Regions from separate parts of the Mus musculus genome. Here regions 1 and 2 are each linked to region 3. The links are chromatin contacts, called in public HiChIP or PLAC-seq and promoter capture Hi-C maps. All regions are on one chromosome and are shown on one strand. The core of a region is the stretch at or near the end of the contact, and the rest is flanking DNA. Distances in the headings are between cores, read along the strand shown.

Region 1 (3,080 bases), core at 206-2,705, 100 kb before region 3:
CTTTCTCTGTTAATGTTTATTTCTCTAGGCATTCACCATGCTGGTTTCTTTAGATGGTTAAAAGTTAGAGAACTTAGCTGTTATCTTTTGTACTTATTTCTATATAACAATATGTGATATTTCTTACTTATATTGTCTATTAGAAATATGAGAGATGAAGAAAAAATAAAGCAAAGCAACAATGTAAAATTTAAGAAATTATCCATTAATATGAATTTTGCAAATAACACAATAAGAGTTTCTTTATCATAACATTTCTCTTACTTGAAGAAAAACACTCATGTTTTTAAATGAATGTAGGTCCTAATCCAAATTAATAAAAGTGTTATAATTTACTTAGTTCTGGAAACTTAAAGGTAAAAGCATTGTAGCATGTCACTGTTTTAAAGCTCTTAACCGTTTTACTGATAGGCCATAGAAGCCAGGATATAAAGATCATCTGTACCTGTTAATTCTTGTCTAAGACAACTTTAAATTTAGTCTTTTGCTCTTTAAAAAAAGTGTGTCTCAGTTAAAATAATACATACATGCATACATACATACGTACATACATACATACATACATACATACATACATACATACACAATACATTTAAATCGTAATTAACTTAAACTTAAGAATCCTTTAATAACCAGACAAAATGTTCCTGTCTTGGGAATGATACAAATGAAAACAAACATTCTAAATCAGAAATTTGCCCAGTAGAAAAAATTACAACAAAGCATTTTTTTTTAGCAAAATTGTTTAGCAAATTTTTTGTCATTTAAAATTAAGAGCAGAAAAACAAACCCAAGAAACTAAAGAGAAATTGATTCCTTTAACCGAAGATTCTTTCCCTTTGTCCAGTTTTATTTTAAAAATAATCTAAACAAATATTGCTTATTGAGTCATTTTAAATCAGAAATTTAAACTCACCTTGCTGGTCTTTTTGCTTAAACATTTTGCTTAATCGAAATTTTAATTTAATTTTTAGTCAGATTTTGCTTCCCCGATTGCGCTTTTATGATAAGTGCAGTCTAATTTAATATTTAGCAACCCTAAGACACTTTTGTAACAGTAAGAATACATACTTTAAGAGTTGAAAATTACTTTATCATCATACCTGTTGAGATTGCTCTAGTTTCAGGGACTGATGAATTGGCAATCCTTTAACTGAATCAGAAATGCCTAAATTCTTTAGCGAAGTTTCTTAAAAATCCACAGTAACTCAGTGTGCAGACAGGGCTGTCCTTTGAATTACTGGAGCAATTTAAGTAAATACAATCTGCTTGGAAAACACTTGGGTTGAATTAAAATTTTGTACTTCTTTTCATTATACAGAATTTTGTGGATTCAAAGTAAGATGTTTGTGCTCTTGGTCAGATTTATGTGGCTAACTTCTTTCTTTTCTCCTTAATTTTGGTTTGAGGTGTGGCAAGAATTTTCTCTTAATATGAAAGGCAAACAAGACTAAATGAAACAACATGTACTGATTACTGTTTTTATTTTCATTTTTATGCCAAAGAATTCTTCAGATTAAAGTCCACTGTGACCTGGAGCCCAGTGTCTCAGCAATTTAAGGTGGAATTCAAAATTGTATCCGGTTCCTGGGTTGACAGAGGCTTGCATTCACATCAGTGCTTTCCTTTGACTCTTGACTAAGAATCAGAAGTGGAAACATACAGCATTTCACATCTAGTTTACTTTGAGAATGCAGTAGAGTGCATTGGTTTCACAGATTAAAGGCACAGCTTTCCCACTTATAAAGACTACTAATAACTTTTAAAGAGAAATGAATTCCCTCAGCTATGTATGCTAGTGCCTTGCCTTTCGGCTCAGTACACAAAATAATTTTATAGTCCACTTTGTCTTTAAGTGGGATCGAATAAAAGCCTCTGCTGCTCAGTCACTTCTTCTACCTTTTATTGTATGGATTTAGAAACTTTCTTCATTTGCTGAAGGAGCCCTCCTTAAGAGTTGCAGCTAGCAAGCCTGCTTACTGCAAGGCTACATTTTTGTGCTAATGTTTTCATAGTTAAACAGAGTTAGCTGTGTCTCTTGGCATCAGCTGTTGAGTTTTTTGGAAAGACATTCTTTCAAGCTTGAGAAGTTTTGGTTCTTCAAAACAGTGTTTTCTATTAGACTTTATAAGTAACCTAGAGGATTTATTTTAATGTTTCAGATTTAAGAAAAGTATATAGTATTTCAACGGTGCTTTGGCAACATTGTAAACATCTAGTCTATTACTCGAGACATTGGTATGTGAAATGTGGCAGACCGCACTTGGGCCAAGATTCCATTTAGTTACCGATCTTTTCCATATGTTTCCTATTACTGTCTTTGTTCTTAAACCTCAGGCTTTCACACTCGGGAGAAGAACAAATCTGTATGTTTTTCTCAAGCATTGTTTTAGTCCCCTTATAGTTCTTTTAAAAGATTAAGTTAAAATCAGCCACTTAATTTTTAAATATAATTCTTTATTAATTGTATGTTGTGGTCTTAAAATAGTGATTCTGTTGTTCTTGTTTCTAGATTAGGTAGGAAAATATATCACTAATACTAGAGCACATTTTTTGAAAGTCTAGAACCAGAAGTGGTGATGCACACCTTTAATCCCAGCACTTGGATAGTAGAGGCAAGCAGATCTTTGAGTTCCAGAACAGCCTGGTCATCAGGATGACCAGACCTACACAAAGAACCCCTGTTCCCCAAACAAAAGTGTTTCTAGAAAATTTAAAGGAGGCTAGCAGTGTATATGATGTTGCATTTGGCAGTGACTGAAAATGAAAGAGGATAGGCGAGTTTCTGATTACTGATTTCTTAGGCAACTTCATTGTACCAAATGGAGAGAAGTCAGATGAATTGGTTTTAAAAAGTTTAAATTATATGGTAGAGTTATGATTTTATTGAAACAGACACGGCATCTCAAAGCTTAACAACATACTAGTGCTGGCTAGGGAAAGCCTCCTGGTTCAGCCTAATTAATATAATAGGTAATTTTTCTCATTTATTTGTTCATTGTTCAGCTCTTTAAAAAAAATTAAGTACCTATTTGTGTAAAATAGTTTAAAATTGAGGACTCAGTAGTGAGAATCTTATT
Region 2 (2,830 bases), core at 42-2,541, 99 kb after region 3:
GTGGGGCCATGCCTGGGTCCTGGGTGTTGTTAGAAAGCAGGCTGAGCAAGCCACGAGGAGCATGCAAGTAAGCAGCACCCCTCCATGGCCTCTGCACCGGCTCCTGCCCTAACTTCCCTAGCTGATTAACTAGAAGCTATCAGGTAAAATACACTCCCCAAGTAGTTTTGGGCCATGGTATTTCATTACAGCAACCCTAAGACATGGGGGTATTTGTTTGCAGGCTTGAAGTGGTTCTGATAAGCAAGGCTTGGCGCTCATCCATTTGACTTTCTTCCAGTAAGCTCTCTCCCACTTTAAGAACAAAAAGGTATCTCAGATACTGGGACATCACTAGCTCCCAGGATCTGGGTGTAAACTGAGAGAGGACTGAGCTTGATCCTACTGCAAACCGTAGCTGGTGGTTAGTAAGCCTTTGCTGAGTGACAATCAGAGCACCCAAGCCTCCACCTGCTGTGATGCAGCATGCCCCACCCCCATCGAGTGGAGGGAGAGAGCCTGGCCAAGGTTCCCTGGGTGACACCGGCACACCTGCCTAGTTTGGGTCTGGTGGAATCTTAAGACACTGGGCAAGTGTCTCTAGAGGTGGTGGTGGACACATGGGCTCTAAGCACTGCCCTTCTGCTACCCATGGCTCTGCTTTACCCACACCCTGCTGGTGCCTAAGAGCTCCCCTCAGAGACTACATACTGTCTTCCTCATATGTTTGAAATCCCGGATTCACCAGAAAAGTCAGGTCTTTATAAACAGAACAAACTTCAAAGGTTATGATTTGTACAAGATGCTGAGGAATTACAAGAATTCTTTCCTAATCCCACCAAGGGGGTAGGGTGGGGTAGGGTTTGGGGTGGGAGTGGGGGTGGGCTGCAGAGGGAAGAAGAGTTCCATGAGTTCTAGGCCAGCCTGATCCACATAGCAAGTTCCTGGGCTACATAGTGAGACCTGTCTCAAAAAAATGTTTTTCTTCCCCTAAGATCTGGTAGGAAATGTCCAGAGAAATGCTGGACTCTTCTGCTTGTGCCTGCCTTGGCAGGACCTACCTGCAGGGATGCTAAGAGACTGGGGCTGGAGGGAGGGAAACAGGTCCTGGCCCATCCTGTCTCAGCTTCTTCACACTTTACAGGAAACAGCCAGCTGACCCAGTTTCGGTGCTCAGCCTTGCCATCCCCACACTGTCATTCCAACACTGAGCAGCAGGTGGCACCACCTGTCTTTGGAGGGTGATAGGCAGGGGCCTTGTTTTCCACCCTTTAAGACTGCTCTTTCCCAGGCCACAGGAAGAACCCCCAGGGGAGAGGAAGGAAACTGCATAACCCCAGGCCTAAAGCTCGCTTGCCCATCCCTGACAGGAAGGCTGGGAATGGATGGCAAACTGGCTGCGTTGGAGCCCTGACTACACTACAGGAGAGGAATAACAAACTAGTCTGGGCCGCATCTGTCACCACTGGTAACTAGACCTCAAAACTGTACTCCCCATCCCCTGAGCTCACTCCCTTAGCCCTTTGCTTCTAGGACTCCTATGCTCAAAGCACAGGAAATGGAGCATCCAGGGTCATGAAGAGGGAAATGGGAACAGGGAAATGGATGCACACCTCTGCTGAATGTCTACCAAAATGGCACTGCCTACAAGAGGCACGGGAGGCTGGGGAGCAGCCACCTGAGGGCCCTGGGACCGCATAAACTTTCCTCCTCCTCAGTCGAGAAGGGCAGCCCCACACACATGCTGGGACTGGGCTGTAGTCTCCAAACCTTGAGCTGTGTTGGGGGCCTGGCAGGGCTACTACAGTGCTGAACCAACAGGCCTGTGGGACTCTGGAATGAGGCTGGAGGCTGTGGGTAAGGCTAACAGGTAGCTCCAGGGAAGAGAGGCTGCAGAAGGGAGAGTATCACAGTGTAGCAGGTACCTGGTGGCAAACATGGCACGCAGGGAGGAGAAGGTGGCTGCGTCTTCCTTGAGGGCCTTGAGCTCGTTCCGTAGCTTCATCATGGTCTCGGTCACCATGGCCTTCTCGTTCTCATACTTGCTCTTCAGGTTGGCCAGGGCCACCTCAGCTGTCTGGGGGACAGAGAAGTAGAAAGTGGGGTGGTGAAGGGTGTAAGGCCCTGTGTTCAAGGTGGAAACCCTGGGCCCAAGGTGGAACTGCTGACCATGAAAAATTCTCTGAAAAAAATTTTTTCTCATGCAGCTGTCGGGACAAAATGCTAGCCATGCTCCTGGCATGCCAGTTTGCCTCAGTAAGTCCTAGCTTCAACCCTGATTAGCAAGGAAGAATGATGCACCATAGACTCTGTCCTGGAGAACCCACAGGGCACTCAGACCACTGCTCTCTGTTACCACAGCGTGAGCAACTGTAAGGTGGACAGAAGCAGCAGTACTTAATGACTGAAAAGCTCTGGCTAAAGCACCCTCTAATCCCCACACTCACTCCATCCCCTGGCTGGAAGCCCTGAGGAAGGAGACAGCAGCAACAAGGTGATGGCACAGGCCTAGGGGCTGTGGCAGCAGTGGGCAGTGATCCCTCCCAACAGCAGGCTCTGGAGGCAGCGCCCCCCAGCAGGCTCTGGTGGCAGCGCCCCCTCCCACTCCTCTCACCTGCTTGTTGGCCTTGAGCACGGTGCGCAGTGTGGTGATCTGCTCCCGCTTGGTACTCAGCAGGGACTTCAGCTTGAGGATCTCCTCCATGAGTGCTTCCTTGTCCTTGTCCACAGCAGGGCCCAGCTCCTGCGAGGCAATCCGCTGCCGGGACAGCTCGGTCGTACGGTCCACGGCTGCCTGCAGGTGCTTGATCTGGTCTCGGATGATGGCGATCAGGTTGTAGATGTTCATAGG
Region 3 (2,954 bases), core at 50-2,549:
GGGTAAAAGGAAACTTGTAAATGGTTTTACAAAATAGCCCACGTTTTCTACATTCTCCCCTCATGTTACTGTCTGCCTTTTCTATCAGGTATCCTAATAGTCTAAGTACTTGTACTTGTAAAGGTTTCAGATTAAGTGTCACATAGACCTAATTTTTTTTTAAATTTCTGGCTGTTTATGATATCTCAGATTGAATGCCTGTCTTAGCTGCTTTGTTTTATTGCATCTTGTTATACTCCAAATTGAAAAGGACCACATGTAGCTAGGCCTGATGGCTACACATTGAGTCCCAACACTCAGGAGCCAGAAGCCACTGGATCTCTGAGCTACAGGACAGCTGTGGCTACAAAGTGAGATTCTGTCTCAAGAAAGAGAGAAAAACAAAAAAGAACTACACTACACATTCAGATTTTTTAAAAAGCTTTTCAGGTTTCTATTCTGTCTTTATTTGGGCTTTCTAAGAGTCTCGCTCACTTTATAGCTCTAGCTGTCCTGGAATTCACTGTGTAGAACAGTCTCGCAATGATCCTCCATCTTAGCCTCCCAAGTTCTAGAATTACAGGCATGTGCCGCCATGTCTGGGTGGCTACTAGCTTTTAATTGTGGGGTATTAATAAGTTTTAAATAGTATATTTAATCTGATAAACACAAACCATCTGGTATCACCACCCCAACCCCTGCTCCCGCCTCTGCATTCCCAACAAGTGAGCAGATTCTTTCTCTACAATGTGCAGGCCAGCTCCTCAGGAGTCCTTGCTGCGCTGTAGCCCTGCACTGCTGTAATTAGGTAATGATTTCTCACGGCCATCTGTTAACATACACGCTATGAGAACATCATTATCTCACTCTGTAGGGCAGAAAAGACCCAAATCTGTGTGCAGATACCCCTGGGAGAACTTCAGGTAGTGACTGGGCGTTCTGAGGAGGTGTGTAACTACTTGTTCTAGAGTCTTGTTTTCAGACTCCAACTTTAGTTTCTCCACTGTGTATTTTCCTGTATGGTAAAAAGCAGTAAAATATGTCTACTCAGTATTCAGAACTTGTAAATAAGGAGTCTTCTCCCTGTTACAAATATGTAAACAAACATTGTGTTAAAGATGTTTGATTTTTAAAAACATTATAGGTTCCCAATTTATTTGCAACTGAAGTATAACTTTATAAAAAAAAATTAAAATCGGTCTTTAAGGGGAAAAGAAAAAAAAAACAAACCCAGCAGCTTGACTGTCTTGGCACACACTCTCCTGTTTCCATTGCTGCTGCTGGCCAAGGCTGCATAAACAGTGGTTGTTATGCAAGCCTCCTGGCCTCCAGGGCCCTTATCCTGCCCAGCCCTCATCTGTGTGTTTCCAAATAGAGCTAAGTACTCTACAGTCCTTTTCAGTTTCTTTGGTCAGCCTTGACTTCTGGAAATTTCTGCGTTACTACAAGTTTATTTAACCCTACATTCTAACTGAATTATTTTTAATATATTATTTCCTTTTAATTGACCCAAGCTGAATTATTTAATGGAGAAAAGTTTCAAAAGACAAATAGAAGCTAAAAAATATTTAAAACAAATGTCTACAACTAAAATCTTTATGTAACAAAGATGTCTAAGCTGTAGCTCTTTCCCATTTATGTCAAAATGCAATGCAACTCCAATTGAACTAAAGCATGTGGCCATAACTCAGGATAAAGAAATACGGAGCACTTAATGTTGTGTGTAAATGGGCCAAAAGGTGGGCTCCATACCTTCAGATAACTTCTTTTTATATATTTAAATCCCAAAAGAATGGAAAGGGCCCAAAAACATCATTCAGAGCACAATCAGAACTCATGTATATAAACTATAGCTCATGTATAAAACTTACTGAACAACAAATCCACCTCTGTTAATCACAGCGCAGATGGCGTGGTGCCTGCTCCTATAACACAGTGTCCCAGACCCTCAGCACCTTGAAAGGCTGACAAGGAACGGCAGCTGTGAAGAACAAGAAGTTCTTGGCTCACATCACAAGCCTGTCGTTATAAATTCCTTTACTCATTGTCTGCTTTTTTCATCAAGAAGTCACACATGCTGTCTTTTGTCTTTTTAATTTTGGTAAAATAAGACAAAGAAGAGGGCATATATCATAAATACAGTTTAATAATTCTTCACAAAAGGAGTTTGTATTATAACCACCACCCAAATCAGGAAGTGGAACCGTCTCCAGAAACCCTGTCCTCTTCCCAGTCCTTGCTTCTAGACAAGTACTCTGCTGGCTGGTGGAGAGCCCAGCCTCATGTAGACCTTCATGGGTACAACAGGCTGTGGGAGTGATGTGTATATGATCACAAATCTTTCATCGAATCACTGTATGGACTCCACAGAGGATCTACCATCCTATTCCTAGGCCCGCTCAGTTCCAGCTGTAATCAATAGTATTGCTGTGAGTGTGTGAGGACGGGTACAGTTTGGGTTTGGAATTAATGATTCATGGGGTAGATAACTGTTGGCTGATAGTTTGCCAAAGTCACTGTCAGTTTACTCAAGTGGTTTCTTCATTTGTGTTTTTTAGTAAGACTTTTTCAGAGCAACACAGATGGTAGGCAATCGGTTTATATTAGCTTATGTAGAAAAGGAATTTGATGGGTTCCCTGTAGCTCATGGTAGAGCTAAAGCTGTAGAGATGATACCTGGTCACTGAGGACGGAGCAACCCTCCTACCAGTCACTTAGTACCTATATCATCTCCCTGTGCCAACTTTTCAGTTTCAGAGGCAGGGAGTCTGAACTCTGTTGCCTGCGGGGCAGGGGCTACCTGTAAGGCATTAATGCACGGGTAAGCTGGGCCCCAAGAACAGGTGGGGAAGATCTCTATCAGAAAAAAAGAAAGCTGCCAAAGCCTTCTGTGACCACACACACACACTCTCGAGCACACACTCTCCAGCACACACACACACATAAGGTGTTCTGCTACATCATTTCAAATTAAT

What was found. HiChIP or PLAC-seq counts read pairs in DNA pulled down with a chosen protein or histone mark. Capture Hi-C pulls out chosen DNA fragments and counts their contacts.
Region 1: a contact with region 3 is called in an H3K27ac HiChIP or PLAC-seq map of heart atrium, with 12 read pairs. The contact joins the promoter of Omd here to the enhancer-like site in region 3. A contact is called at or near these places in 7 of 39 promoter capture datasets (the C10 cell line, the HPC-7 cell line, cranial neural crest and 4 more), 4 of 484 Hi-C or Micro-C datasets (the C2C12 cell line, liver, nephron progenitors and 1 more), 3 of 115 datasets of contacts at active chromatin or transcription factors (the NIH/3T3 cell line, embryonic fibroblasts and heart atrium) and 3 of 9 other capture datasets (adipose tissue, liver and pancreatic islet).
Region 2: a contact with region 3 is called in a promoter capture Hi-C map of adipose tissue. The contact joins two enhancer-like sites. A contact is called at or near these places in 1 of 15 datasets of contacts at CTCF or cohesin (CD8 T cells) and 2 of 9 other capture datasets (adipose tissue and pancreatic islet).

The regions. Positions count from the first base shown.
Region 1 is chr13:49,580,837-49,583,916 of GRCm38.p6, reverse strand. Omd (osteomodulin) reads right to left here and starts at 1,455. Exons shown (of 3, transcript NM_001360708.1): 1 at 1,104-1,455. All of the region lies in intron 5 of Cenpp (centromere protein P), which reads left to right.
Region 2 is chr13:49,379,797-49,382,626 of GRCm38.p6, reverse strand. Bicd2 (BICD cargo adaptor 2) reads right to left here. Exons shown (of 7, transcript NM_001039179.2): 5 at 2,594-2,830; 6 at 1,905-2,056. Among named protein-coding and RNA genes, the nearest start is that of Bicd2, 40 kb to the right of the region's middle. Within about 2 kb of position 1,291, at least 74 of the 459 cell types and tissues checked have an H3K27ac peak or open chromatin away from gene starts, as enhancers often do. A contact at or near this core is called in adipose tissue, where this site is marked.
Region 3 is chr13:49,478,571-49,481,524 of GRCm38.p6, reverse strand. The region is part of intron 5 of Cenpp (centromere protein P); the gene reads left to right. Among named protein-coding and RNA genes, the nearest start is that of Ecm2, 25 kb to the left of the region's middle. Within about 2 kb of position 1,299, at least 112 of the 459 cell types and tissues checked have an H3K27ac peak or open chromatin away from gene starts, as enhancers often do. A contact at or near this core is called in adipose tissue, heart atrium, liver and 2 more, where this site is marked.